Regions from separate parts of the Mus musculus genome. Here region 2 is linked to region 1. A link is a contact called in public Hi-C data. All regions are on one chromosome and are shown on one strand. Each heading gives the region's core, a stretch centred on a gene start, on an enhancer-like site or on the middle of the called end of the contact. The rest is flanking DNA. Distances are from core to core; before and after follow the strand shown.

Region 1 (7,236 bases), core at 4,259-6,758:
AGCTGGCGCACCACAGAGGTATCCCACACCACACATTTAGCAACCAGAAAATCGCTACTGCTTTCTGCAAGCAAAGAATCCTGCAGCAAAGACAGCAGACACCTTAGCCTTGTCTCTTCTGAGGCTGGCATCCAGAATGCCAGGGCCACCCTTCCCCAGTCACCTCAGAATCATAGCTCACAGAAGACAGGCTGACAAAGGGGGAAAGTGTGACAAATTTATTTAATCAAAGTTTTATGAGACATGGGAGCCTTTAGAAATAGCTCAGGGGAAACTCTGTTTTTTTTTTGTTTTTGTTTTTGTTTTTGTTTTTGTTTTGTTGTTGTTGTTGTTTTTGTCTTTTCTTTGTGTTTGTTTGTTTAGGATGTCCTGGTTTGAGGGAGAATGGGCAGTGTTATGGTTTAGACAACAAACATCCCTCTGAAAGTTCATGTGTTAGGGCTTGGACCTTAGCCGGTGGCAATATTTTGAGAATCTGGGGAGATAGTGGGAGGGGGTGAGGGTGGCCTTTGGGGACACATTGTCTCTCACCCCTCCTTGTCTTGCTTTCTACTTCCTGACCATTGTACTTTGCATGTGACATGTTCCCTAAAGGCTCTCTAATTTGAACATTTGGTCCCCGGTGAGTGGCACAGTTTGGGAAGGCTGGAACCTTTAGCTGGCAGAGCCTCCTTGAGGAAGTAGGGTCACCGAGGACAAACTTTCTGAGTGTTGTATCTAGATCTTACTCCTTGTTCATTCTCTGCTCCCTAATTAGAGGTATGGTGTGACTAACCGACCTCCCACTCCTTCTACCATGTCCTCCTGGCCTATGGGAGCGAGAGGTGCCAACCACCAGTTACGCCCCTGTACCAGCAGAGAAAGGGAGCTGAGATGTAGGTACCATGCAGTCGTCCTTCTTTGCTTGTTGACTGTGGTTACAACGTGACCACCGAACACAAGCCCCTGGCCTCTGTGACCACCTCATCGGGAAAGACTATAGCCTTGACTTGTGGCGTAGAATGGACTCTTTCTCCCTTTAGTTGCTTCTCCTAATCTATTTTTACCACAACAACACACTAGAAACGAAAACACAAGGTAAGAAGATGAATGGTCATCTGTTCCTGCAAATTCCACGGCCATCAAGCCAAGCATCCCTGTGTTGAGTCCTCTTATCAATGAGCCCAGACAAACCCTTCATCTCTTTACACTGCGTAGGATGGATGCTGCATGCTTTGGTCACTGTGAGAACAGGGACCAGAAAGTGGGGGAAAGTAGAGACGGAGCCCACAAAGTTGCCCAGAATTCAGACTCTGTAGACCAGCATCAGAGTGCAGGTCTAACTTTATCATTTATTACATGAACTTATATGTAGCCTTTTAGCCAATTAGGGTACGTTTATGTATTCAAGGGCAAATCAGGGTGCAACCTGTGTTGTTTAGCCAAATTTGACTTGCCTGTCCGGGAGCCTGTAGGGGAGGGTCTAATCCCCTGTGGAGATAGATGTCTGTGAAGGCAGGGAAGCAGCCACAGCCCTGGCCTCTGGTCCTTTGTATTGTCTCGCTGGTATGCTGGGAGCCACATCAGATCATACACTGTGTACAGTGGATCAGTACTCTTCAAGGAGTCACAGGGATTTGTGGCACCCCCATCTCCTCCCCATTTCTTCCTCTACCAGGTTCATCTCCACCCCAACCCCCCCCCCCCGCCCCCACTGGTCAGAGCACTGAAAAGTCACAATACAGAAAATCTACGTGGAGAGTGAGCAAGCAGTTCATTGGTGAATGACCTTGGTTCCGTGGCTCTTAAAACCCTGGAACTAGTTTGCTGGATGGATGTGGAAGAGTTTGGAAGTGTAGGTTAGGGAAACCAAAAGCTGAGAGAAAAGGCTGATGCTGGGCCACATTGCTGAATCTCAGATGGGAACAATGTCTGTGTTAGGAAGTCTACATTCCTCTTACTTTCTGGGAAACTGTTTGTCCGAGCCCAACAGCTAAACTGAACCCTTTCTCTCTCCTGTTAATTATAACAAGGATTTTGGCCACAGCAGCGAGAGCTTCTGGTGCAGGCAGGTGCAGCGGACTATGCTTGGACCCCAGGGAGGACCTAAGGGTAGCAGCGAGCAGGAATGTATCACTACCATCTGCTCAGAGTCCTCTTGAGCCATCTCTGTTGCATCCCTTCCCCTGTGTGGGACTCCGTCCACCCGCGACAAGCCCCTCCAGTCTTCTTTTTCAGACTATGCAAACACAGACATCCACTTGTTAATCATTCAGTGTAGCAAGTGGATCAAAGTCTTCCGAGGGGTCTGCCGGGTGGCTTTTGAGGGCCCCTTCTTGCACATGCCTTACCTACAAGCTACCATCCAGTTTCCAGTTGTGGCCTCTTTAAAGTGGACAGAACGCTTAAGAGACACTTGCAAAGCAGCCTCCAGGGTCCAGCTCCTCTCTGCCTCTCTCCGATATTGTTGTATCTTTCCAAGGCTTTCCGTTAAAAGAAATGTGCATATGAACTTTTCTTTTTACAGTAACATTGCACTGGTTTGTATGGTACATATCTAAATGATATAATTAGGATTTTAAGTACAATTGGCATAAATAGGTTTAGAAACCATTCAACCAACCAGAATTCGAGCTCTCTGCCCTCTAGCCTGGCCTTGGACCCTGAGTGTAATGGAAGGAGCAGGTGGGTAAGGGAGGGCTTTCCTCTGTAGCCAGTGAGAGGCTCCTTCCTGCTGGTCCTTTTCTGTTAATTAATGTCCCTGCCTGCTGCCAGCCTCCTTCACCTGCCCCAGGGAAGGAAGTTGGCGCCTCTGATCTGCCTGTTTCCTGTACTTTTAGAAAAATGTGGAATCACTTTCTGTGCTCCAGGGCCCAGGGTTGGGGCATCTGCACTTCCTCCATTAATTAACCATAGCTCAGCGCATCTGAGAAAACAGACCTCAGGGCTCCTGGAGTCTTCCACCATGGAGACTCTTTGTCATTTGCTGGCAAAGGCTGAGGGATAAACAGGCAGCAGGGTGGTCACAGTCACCACAGGGTGGCAAGGACACCCTCACACACTAGCAACACAGGTTCCACTAACAAATGCACACTGTTGTCCTTTGGCAGCTGAGAGACTCCCCACCCCTGCAGGGCATCCCATTTCTAGAAATGGAATAGCACTCTATTCTTCATCATACCTAGGCCACATCTAATTCCTCAACAGGACCAGGGCAGTTAAAGACAGGATCTTCCTGTTTCCCAGAGGCTAGTTGTGAGCCAGGACTAACTATCCAGGCTAGAACAGGCAAGAGGCTGGCTGTGTAGAGCAGACCTTTGTCTTACATATATACATATGTACATATACACACATATATGTGTGTGCATACACACACACACACACACACACACACACATTGTCTTGCTCTTCCTTCCTTCCCAATTAATAGTTTAATGCCATTCTGTCTGTCTATACTGAGCATCTGTTTTTCCATCCACCAGTACTTCCCCCATTTGTGCATTTATGGGGACCCTATTCATAACAAATCAGGCCTTATCTCTCTGACATAAGTCGGGCAGATCCTGACAAGGTAGAAGTACAGTATAAGAAAGGAAAATGGCCCTTACTCTGCTCCATCCGGGGCATACCGCAGTGCCTCATGAGGGGCAGGCTCTGCCAGCCTAAATGCCGTCATCTCCAGGCAAGCTGCAGGTACCATGGCTACAGAACAAAGTAGTGCTGGTTGGGATGGCAACAATGAGACTCCAGGAAAGGCTCACCTTTGAAAAAGGTGCTCTCAGGGTCTCATGGTCACACAGGTTTGTGCTATACTCTAAAACTTAGAGCACACATGGGTGCCAGGTGGCACTTGGTCCTCCTCTCCTAGGTCCGCCTTACTCCGCCAGTCGGAATCCTTAGCCCCAGATGTCTTGGAGCTTATTCCCGCGGGGGAGTCCCCAGCTGTGGTCTGTCTTCACTTCCTTCTTTTAGAAAAAATGTTTTAAAGATTTATTTTTATTTGTATGTCTGTGTGTGCCACACACATGGGGGTATACAGAAGGCAGAAGAATGTGTCAGATCCCCTGGAGCTGGGGTTGTGGGTGATTGTGAACTGCTTGATGGGAGTACCCAGCTCACTCGAGTTCTCTGGAAGAACCATGAGCGCTCTTAACCTCTGAGCTATCTCTCCACCTCCTCTCTGTACTTCCTTATTCAAAGGAGTCCCGGTAGTGTGCTGTCACTGCTTCCAGACCCTGAATCTTCCTGGAGGGAAACTGTTCAGGCACTGTCTGATGCTGTAGATCTCATTTACCGACTGGCTTTCCTCAGAAGGTCCTATTGGAATCTGGTCTGCTCAAGTTTGGTTTTGTGCAATTTTAATTTGTGTGTGTGTGTATGTCTGTGTGTGTATATGTGTATATATATCTATATATACATATATATGTATGTGTGTGTTTATCATGTGTGTATGTGTGTCTATGTGTGTGCATGTACTTATGTGTGTATATGTGTATGTATGTATATGTGTATATATGTGTATATATTTGTGCATATATGTATATGTGTGAATGTGTGTGCATGTATATGTGTGTATGTATATGTGTATGCATGTATGTATTTATGTATATGCATATGTATTTGTATGCATATGTGTGCGTGTATGTGTATATGTGTGTATGTTATGTGTATATGTGTGTGCATGTATGTATATGCATGCATGTGTATGCATGTATATATGTGTGTATATATGCATATGTGTATATGTGTTTGTATGCATATATGTGTACATATATATATATGTATGTGTGTGCATGTATATGTCTGTGTGTGTGTGTATGTGTAGGTATCTGTGCAGAGGCTAGACGTAAACTTTGGGTGTCATTCCTCAGGTACCATATATCTTGTTTTTTGAGAGAGGAGCATTAGCCTGGAATTGACCATGAAGGCTAGACTGGTTGGTCAGTGAACCCCGGGGGACCTCTGTGTCTCAGCCTCCCCAGCGCACACCAGCACACCAGGTCTTTTACATGGGTTCTCCTGCTTGTGCTGCAGGCACTTTACCCACTGAGCTCCATTCTGGCCTCTGGTTTGCTCAACATTGATGCCCAAGCCTGGCGTGTTGAAGGGAAGCAGCCCAAACCCTCCTGAGTAATCCTGCCACACAAAAGGCAGTTTCCCAGGTCCTTCATGTACACTGGGAGGGGGTGGGGAAGGGAGGCCTGTTCTCACTGTGCAGTCGGGCTCTTTCCCCTGCTATGAGAAGTTTTGGTTCTGGTTTTTTTTTTTTTTTGGTTCTGTTGAACACTAAATAAAACCGAACACATTTGTCATAAACTTGCATCTCAAAGCCTTCTCTGAATGAGCGCAGGGTACTTGAAGACAACTAGCTTCTTGCTCAGACCTAAAGAGGTCTAAATGATTCAGATGCCTTCTGCCCCTACAGACATCTGGATGCTTTTAAAAGAGAAGCCCACCCACTCAGGGTGTGACCATACAATGTGGAATTTAGATGAATGTTTCTACTCTCCAGTATAATAAAGATTCACCCTTGGAGTCTTAATGTGTGCCTCTCTGCTTAATGGAATTTACACAGTGACTGTAGCTCTCAGCATGGGTGTGGAAAGTGAAGCTTATCACAGAACCTATTTCAAATAGATGCGAGAGAGACTCTTCCTGTGTCGGACGGGCATTTGTCTGAGGGAATGATTCTTTATGAAGACTGTATTTTTGAAGGAAAGATACAGACCATAGAGCATCCCTGGAATGCATTTGCAAGGGAACTATTCTGGAAAACAGCCCAGAGCCCGTGACTGCAACAGGAAGCCAAGGAAAGGCGTTAGCACATCCACTAAGCTCCGGCACGGTGGTAGCCGCGTCTGGTTTACCTCAAGCTGTAGGAGAGGTAATGAGACCTAGCAACAGAGCAGACATCCTGGGGCGCAAATTGAATTTTGGATTATAAGTGTGTGTGTGTGTGTGTGTGTGTGTGTGTGTGTGTGTGTGTGTTGCAGGGTTTTGGATAGTGTCATAGCCTGGCAACTCCTAAATGCAGATGGTTTGCCAGCTACTAGAAAAGTCTACTCAGTTACCTGTCTTACCCTGACTGTAGGAATGAGATTTGTAGGTGTGTGTGTGGAAAGGTGATGGGCTATTACAGACACTTTATTATATGGCTGAGGAAAAGAGGGTCTTGTGTGAGCTGGCTGAGTTATGGCAGGGGACAGTATACAAGATGACAGCTCAGGCAGATTGCATTCTTGCCCATCAATCAACACACACACACACACACACACACACACACACACACACAAAACCAGCAGCAGCAGCAGCAGCAGCAGAGGTTGGCAGTGGCTTGGAAATCCAGGCTGTACGACTTCCTGTCTGAACATAAACCCTTCAAATCCTTGTGATGGTTGGCCTGTTACTTAGTTACGAGATTTCCCTTGTTCGGTTGGTTGCCTCCAGTGTCTTATCCTGCTCTTCCCTTAGACTGGCTTTTGAGGACAACTTGAGAAATTAGTTATTTAATCACTCTCAATCCGTGTATATGGCCCAAGGGGCAACCTGTCTGCTTGAGTTTGCAGGGGGTCTCCACTGACAGTGACATTTCTGAAACCAGAGCTCACCCCACCTAGCAGTGACTTCAGTGAGCTTCCCAAAGTGTCACATATTCAGAATGACAATAGTTCACAGGACTTTCTCTTGCTGTAGTTCCAGCCTGATACTGTTAACAAATGCTCACCCAAACACCCATAATTATGTATTCCCTGACATATGAACTCCAGTTCAAAACTTCTAAGTGTTGGTGTTTCCCAAATGCTCTATCCAAGGTTCTAACCATCCTTATGGGAAATGAAGCAGTGTACAAAAGCCCTCAGGGATGCGGAGCACGGAGTGAGTGACGTCCCCACTGTGCATATGGGTGGACATCTTGCCAGGGACTCGATCTGGGTCTGTGTTTTAGAAAGATGTTGTCATGAGAATGTTCTGTTCATCAGAGGGAGTCGTGCTTTCTGTTTTCAACCAGGCTCTGGTCCGAGAGAGCAGGACAGAAATGTAACGTTGGCTCTCTTTCCACACAGCTGAAAGGGTTTATCCCGGGCATTCAAGCCTGCAGGACTGACCACGAGGTGACTGGCAAATGATGCTTGAAATGTTGTTGGATCATTTGGAGGGACTGCCTGAGAGGTTGTTACAGAGCATCTTCTGAGGCCAATAAAAGGGGTGTGTGTGTGTGTGTTTGTGTGTGTGTGTGTGTGCACATGTGCATAAGTA
Region 2 (7,396 bases), core at 2,811-5,310, 470 kb after region 1:
TAGAAACAGGGCAATCCATCTAAGGGCTTATGCGTGCTTCATCCACTCATAGCACAGACCTGGCCTCCTCTCCCTCCTCATGTAGAAGCTTTCCCTCTTTCTCAGCCAGCCCCTGCATCAGCAGGGTTCTCCGGAGGGTCAGAGCCAATATATAATCTATATTAGGAATAACTCGGGAGGGGCTGGGTTGTCCAGCAATGGCCACCTGCATTCTGGACAAGTGGAGAACTTGGAGATGCTCCGTCCATGACACTGGATGCAGCCCCAAGATGGCAAGGCAGGCTTGGAGTACGCCCTGAAGAAGTGGAAGAGGCTGGTGTTCTGTGTCGCTGAAGGATGGTGGCAGTGGCCCCAGTACTAGACACTCTCTTAGGAGGATGGGAAGGCGGGGCTGGCTTTGCCTCTTCTTGTTGAGTTGTCAGGAAAAGCAGGTGGTAGGAAGTGAAATGTTGCCTCTCCCCAGAGGGGACAGACAGAGTCTTGTGATACCTGGGAGCCCTTCCGAGTTGGGCACCTAACTGTAACCCTGAAGTGGGCAGTGTCTGGCCACCTCACCTCATGCTTCCAGAGGAGGGACCCAGGCCAGCATGAAACCTTGAGATTGTGAGCAGTTCGCAGCACTGCAGAGCCAGCTAGTTACAATGTGGATGCTACACTCAATGTAAATTCCCAAATGAACTGAGTACTTTGCAAACAAACCACCAATGATGGTTAATCCCGCCAACTCAACAGGCTCTTTCAGGAGACAGGCCTCTGTCAGGGCAAGACTGGGAGGGAATTTCTTGAACCTAACTGTGGGGTCAACACCCCATAGATTGAGGTCCTGGTCTCAATACAAAGAATCAAATGCGCTGAACACCAGCATTCATCTCTCTCTGCTTCGTAGCTGCAGACGCCATGGGATCAGGTGCCTCACACTTCCGCAGCCATATTATTCCTACCGTGATACACTTGAACTGTGAGCTAAAACAAACTTTCTCTTTCTTAAGTTGGGTCTTGTCAGGCATTTTGTCACTGGCCTACCACCCTTCCTCAACCATAGCAAGCAGGTGAGACTGTGGCCTGGGCACTGCCAGCAGATGTGAGTTTCTTACTATTAAACATGTCCTGACTCGTCCTGTTTCCCTGGAGACTCCCACCTTATGTCCTCCTCCTGGACAGAAGCTTCCTGAAGGCCTATTTGTGTCTAGCTGGTTCCGGGGCCACTATGACTCATGTAGACCATTAGCAAATCAGGTTGCTACTGACATGGGCAAAGAGGTCATGTGGCTTCATTCAGCACATCATTTGTCAGTACACAGAATCCTGAATGTGGAGCAGAGCGGAGCCAGGGTCCCTCAGATATGTAAAACCAGGATCTTTCTCTAATATTCTTCAATGGACTGGAGGAAGCCAAGTTTGGGGACAGTCAGGTGATAGAAAGCATCACTTCTATTCCCAGTTGTCCAGATGTGTGTGCTGGTAAAGACGTTTGTAGTGAAGGCACACCAATCTCTTCCTCATTTCTTTTGTTCAAGCATCTACCCTTCCATTCCAGCTTCCTGCCCCAGGAGAGGTAGTCTAGTCGTGTATAGGTTCCAGACGGCATGGAAACCATGGTTGTTGGTACTGGGTCTGGCTCAGGAGGGAGTCTCACTAGCAGCCATGAAAGAAGACCTGCAGTGTTGCTCTCTCCTGAGAAAGAGTTTACAGGCGAGGGGATGGCTCTTATGGGAAAGACTGCATAGCACAACTGGAATAGATGCAGCCTCCATTAGCAGGAGAGACAGACAGGAGAGAGGGTAGAAGTTTGATCTGCAACTGAGTTTAGATATTAGGAAAAGTCTGGGCTGGTAGGTTACTTCATCTTATCTGAAGAATTCTATCCTCTAAGAGGAGACATTTTAGATACATTGTTGCAGGCTTGCAGCTGGAGAAAGGAGCACTAGCAGAGATTCAAACATCCATCAAAAAGCACCTCACAGATAGCACACAAGGAGGCTGGACTTAGGTAGAGTACATTCGTTATGACAAGCAGCTTCTCATGAAGGGACTGTAGCTCCAATTAGTTAATAATGTCCAAAGGGGAGCAAGAGAAAAGTCAGACCCAGGAGGGCCTCCTTTATTTCCAAACTAATCATCCTGCCTTTCGCTGCATAGAGACTCAGGGGACACAATCTCCCAGCACCTGATGCTTCCTAGCACCAGATTGGGTGAGAGGCAGACGGTGGGTGAGAAGGTGGCACTTTTCAGTATGTGGATGACACCTCACCTCTGCTGCTGTATGGTTGCAGGGACACTCAGCCAATGAGTTCCTAAGATCACATCCAGCTGCTCTTCATCAGAACCTGGAGGCTGAGACGCTGGAGTCCGGTTAATAAGTTGTACCTGGTGCCTTGTGCATCTTGGCAAAGGCAACCTCACCAGGAACTGTGGCAGCCAGATGAATAGCTCTGTGTGGCCATCTGGGGAATAGAATCAGAATTTAAGGGGAGGAAAAGTACAACTTAATTTTGAATGAACCTGAATGGGAAAGGCATGTCCCAAGAAGGGCAGGAGGAAGAAAACCCTTTCTATGGTAAATTCAAAAAATGTTTGGCTTTCCCCTTTGTCCTGGTGCTTAATTTGTTATTCTAGGCAACAGTGGCACCTGTTAGGTCCCCCTTCCCCTTGCTTTGTCAGTCACAGGGACAGCCACCACACAGCTCTCTCATTAGCAGATTAAATGGCTTTTAATAAGTGAAAAGTGCTTTCCAGTACCATGTACCATCTCCATGGTTTTTTTTCCCTTTGTAGCACTTCTAAACAGTTATATATTTTATTTGCTTCAAGAGGACAAATTAGCACCCCTCAAGCCCTTGTTTGCTTTCTCTATCACTCAAAAGAAGCTCTTTTCAATGTCTCCACCTTTGGGTCTAAACAAGGAATATGAGGCAACTCTATGATTAAGAAGAGCTCCTCTGTTGGATGATGATGATGGCACACACCTTTAATCCCAGCACTTGGGAGGCAGTGGCAGGCAGATCTCTGAGTTCAAGGCCAGCCTAGTCTACAGAGTGAGCTCTAGCACAGCCAGGGGCTACACAGAGAAACCCTGTCTCTTAAAACTAAAAGAAAGGGGGTGGGAGAAAAGAAGGAAGAAAACAATAGCCCCTTCTAATTTGTTTTTATTTTATGCAGGTGAGAGTTTTGACGACGGTATATATGAATGAGCACCGCATGCACGCCTAGTGCACATGGACGCCGATGAGAGAGAGCATGAGACCCGCTGAAATTTGAGTTGCAGATGTTCATGCACAACCATGCAGGTTCTGGGAAATGAGACCTGGGTCCACTGAAAAAGCAGCCAGTGCTAATTGCCGAGCCATCTCTTCAGCCCTGATAGCCACTTTTAAACTGTGATTCTGAAACAGCTTCAAGTTTGTCGGAGACAGCCAACAGTGGCGTGTAGGTGCCAAGCTTGCTGTTTTTAAATCATTACATTATAGGGTACCAAAGACTGAACCTTAGGTCTTAAGGCAAGGGAAGCTGATACTTACTGGCATTTTTTTTAAATCCCTAGCAATATTCTTACGAGAAAAACCTCAGATGCAAGGGCTGGAGAAACCCCTGCAGAAGTGTGCGTATTTATGTATATATATTTTGGTATACAAACACATACATGTACATACGTGTGGGTTCAAGGTCAATGTCCCATGGGAACTCTTTCTTAGCCATTCACCTTGTATTCTGAGGAAGGGTCTTTCACTGGGACCTGAAGCTCACTGGTTTGGAGAGAATGGCTGGCCACAGAAATCCCACCTCCACTCCTCAGAGGTCCTCATGTCTCCTTGGTGCTGGGAGAATAGACAGACAGCATCACACATGGCTCTGTTATGTTTGCCTGGGGATCGAGGTTAGCAAGCACTTAACTGACTTAGCCATCTCCCCAACCTATCTGCTGGGTTTTACAAAAGCAACATCCCACGAGATTGGCAGAACAGCAACTGCCCCAGGACCATAGACAATTACAGCCGCCCAGGGGCTAAGCTGAAAGCTCTGACACCTGGCTCTGCTCCACATGGAGACAGTAAATGCCAGCCAGAGGGAATGGGCCCAGTGCACACAGTCTGGCCATTGTGACAGGGGCTCTGCTAACCCTCTGAGAGAGGGACCAAGACAGAGCTCATCTCCAGGAAGCCGAAGGGAGCCAGGAAACAATCTGGCCCTGTGGGAATGTGGGGCACCTGGGAGGCAGGACGTGGATGTTTTGTTCCTTCAGTTTCTGAGCTCTTATCTAATAAGAGCTAAAGAGAAAGTCCAGACCTGAAGCCTCTGGCAAACACAATTCCCCCTTTGCAGACACATCTATCTGCATGCTCACAGTGAGGCCGGGGGATCATTAGCCAATGTGCCTGTCACGAGGCTCATGGGTATTGGCTGCCACTCAGGGGTCACTGTGATGTGGTTCCTGTTCAGTTCTCCTGTAAAGTGGCCTTTGCTCCAATTAAATAGGACTGCTTAACTTTGAACCGGGGCACAGAGCCCACCGTGCATTTGTCATGGGGTACATCAAAGCATCAGGAAGCTGTCAGGAGCTCTCCGGAGCTCTCCACAGGCCCTGGAAGCACTGGGCCATAACAAGGGCGTAAGCATGCTCATTTCCACATTCACTGATGTTGGGCTGCATTGTGGGGCCACCCTATCGGGCTTATGGTAGCTGCTGTTCAAAAGGCCAGTCCTTGCTTTGAAGTGAGCATCTTGAGAGGGGCTCCTGGTTAGAATCTGGGAAGGCATAAAAACAAGCCGGATTCTTTATGCCTATACAGGTTGCCCTCCCTGTACACAAACAAGTGGATTCATTGTAAGATATGGGGAAACTGCTCGTAGTATGTATCTGCTGATGCACTAAATGTAAATAGAACCTTAAGAAATAGTGATGAAGGCCATGTGTGAGCGTGCATGTGGAGGTCAGAGGATAATTTGGGCACCATTCCTCGGGGGCTGTCCACCCTGTTTTTTGAGGCAGGCCTCTTACTGGCCTGGAATTTCCTGATGGGGCTAGGGTGACTGTCCAGTGAGGCCCAGGAACTCCCTATTTCTGCCTCCCCAGCACGTGCATATCACCATACTTAGCTTCTCTCATGGGTTCTGCGGATCAGACTCAGGGTTCGTGCTTTCAGGCAAGGACTGTAGCCCCAGGTCATTGTGATGTGATTTGTTCTGTTGTTGTTTTGGCAATGGGGGTAGAACCCAGGGTCTTGTGTGTGCTAGGTAGGTAGGTGCTCAATGACTGAGTCATATCCTGGCCTGTAAAAAGCTTTCTATGGGAGGAAAAGAGAGTCTGGGGAGACGGGATGGAAAGTCCACGTCCTGCGCTGGAGAAATTCAATGTTTTCTTTCTTCTTGTCTGGTGAGACCTCCCAGGAGGCTTTACTCTCCCTTGAGTCAGACATCTCTTCCTGTCAAGGAGGGAGCAAGGTAAGAGAAAGTGAAGGAGCTCAAGGGTCACTGTCAAATGAACTCCTGCCAAGCATAAGGGGCTCCCTTCCCTAGTGAGGTAAAGGGAGGGATTCCTAAGAAAGTGAGGACCCAGGAGAACCTGGGCAAGCCGGAAGTGGTCAGCAGGGTGAATAGGCAGAGACACTGCGTGCAAGCTGCCACATGGTCCTGAACTGCCCATCCACAGAAGTTCACATACTGCTTCTGAGCCTAGAGGAAACCCAAAGCTGGTAAAAATGCATCTCCATGGTTTGTGTCCATTAAAAGGGACAGGGAGCTGGCAGCGGCCCCCACGGAGAGACAAGCTGAGCCCTGGTCATTTGACACTCTAGGGGTACTTACATCTTGCTCAGCAGTTTGAAGAGATGACTATATCCTCAGGAATCCCAGCGTGGCAAAGTATACCATCACTTTAGAGACAGGGAAATGTGAGATGCTTGGAGGTACCCGGGCTTGCCAAGGTCACACCGGAGCCGGGGCAGAACTTAAGTGACCAGGAAAGTCTGTGACAAGATGAGGGACTGTGACAAGGGCACGGGGAGGGAGCAGAGCACCCAGACAGAACTGAGCTAATGGGCAGCATAAATTCTTTAAGTGATTTCTTAAGCTTGAAATTTTATCAGGAATTTATTGTGCAAATTGGAATGCTGAGGGTCAAGGCTTGGAAGTTTCACCCCGAATAGCCTCTGTATCTCGTTAAGTACGTGCAAATTGGAATCACATCGCTGAGCACTGTGTCACAAAACCGAAAGCCCCCAAAACAGAGAGAGACAAAGAAGATTTGGGGATCAAGCCTTCTAACCCTAGACAGGCAGACAGTGTCTCTTCTTATAGGGTGTAATGAGGTCACATCATTCCCAGGACTGTGGTAGGTAGACAGTGTGGGTCAGCTTGTGTGACAGTGATGGAGTATCTCAAAGATTTTCCTGGGGAGACATAACAACATGTCAACTTACCCAGCAAGAGAGGATACTGGTAAACTAAAGAATTCCATCTATGCTTGGCTTGGTGAACCAATGAGCTTATTGGGGTGACTCATAGATAGCCACACTGCTTGCAAGACCCCTGGGCAATATGGACAGTCATATCACCAAAGAGTTTTACCTATAGCATGGATGCTGTTTGACAATTTCTATCAGTGACAGGTCATCTGGGCACCTTTCAGGTAGCTACACCATGATGAGTCCCCTCATCCCAGTCATTTGTCTGCCTCTTGTCCAATATCGGGTAGGGGCAGAATTTTGAGGCTCCCATGAAGGCTCTGGGCTCCTGTCAGCAACACGCTCCAACCCTCTGAGACCTTGAATCCTTGGGCACCTGCAAAAGTGAGCACAGACAGCGCCCCCTAGAGTACAGGAAGTGAAATGACATCTGAGAGACTGCTCGTGTTTAAGAGGCATGGAAGTGAAGTTGTGCTCTGACCTCCATATACACCTGCATACACATATATTATGCACATACACAAGCATGGACACACACACACACACAAAGTAGCTCCATTTTGCTTGGTGGCTCCTAGAGTGGAAAATGAAAGGTGTGCATACCTTTAATATTATTTTCCCAGCTTTTGGTGTTATTTCACTCTACAAATTTTGGCTCATTAGTTTCCCACTGGTCAAGTTATGTGCAGGTTACATGTATCATGACTTCTCTCTCTCCTTTCCCCTAACCCCTCACTCTCCAGTCCACACCAATGGACACCAAGCTCCCTACACATCTGCTTCCTCTACTCCTGAACCAGATTTGACAGGATACATTTGCATGGTCATGATGACAACCGGGATCACTCGGGTGATGGAGGCAAAAGCTGTAGCCTCCAGGGGCCACGGGTTACTGGGTTCCTGAAAGGAAAGCTGGGGATGGACGGGAAGGACGACGAGAGAAATAACAAACCAAGACAAAGTTCTCTGATCAAGGCTCAAATTTTAATGTACAG

The links. Hi-C and Micro-C count contacts between places; a contact is called where the count stands out from the background.
Region 2: a Hi-C map of the N1E-115 cell line shows a contact between it and region 1, with 2.0 times the contacts expected there. The contact joins two enhancer-like sites. A contact is called at or near these places in 2 of 484 Hi-C or Micro-C datasets (the N1E-115 cell line and embryonic stem cells), 7 of 115 datasets of contacts at active chromatin or transcription factors (bone marrow-derived macrophages, embryonic basal ganglia, embryonic stem cells and 3 more) and 1 of 9 other capture datasets (embryonic stem cells).

The regions. Positions count from the first base shown.
Region 1 is chr8:125,236,798-125,244,033 of GRCm38.p6, forward strand. The region is part of intron 11 of Disc1 (disrupted in schizophrenia 1); the gene reads left to right. Among named protein-coding and RNA genes, the nearest start is that of Gm30713, 150 kb to the right of the region's middle. Within about 2 kb of position 5,509, at least 24 of the 459 cell types and tissues checked have an H3K27ac peak or open chromatin away from gene starts, as enhancers often do. A contact at or near this core is called in the N1E-115 cell line and neural progenitor cells, where this site is marked.
Region 2 is chr8:125,712,336-125,719,731 of GRCm38.p6, forward strand. No RefSeq gene overlaps it. Among named protein-coding and RNA genes, the nearest start is that of Ntpcr, 18 kb to the right of the region's middle. Within about 2 kb of position 4,061, at least 19 of the 459 cell types and tissues checked have an H3K27ac peak or open chromatin away from gene starts, as enhancers often do. A contact at or near this core is called in the N1E-115 cell line and neural progenitor cells, where this site is marked.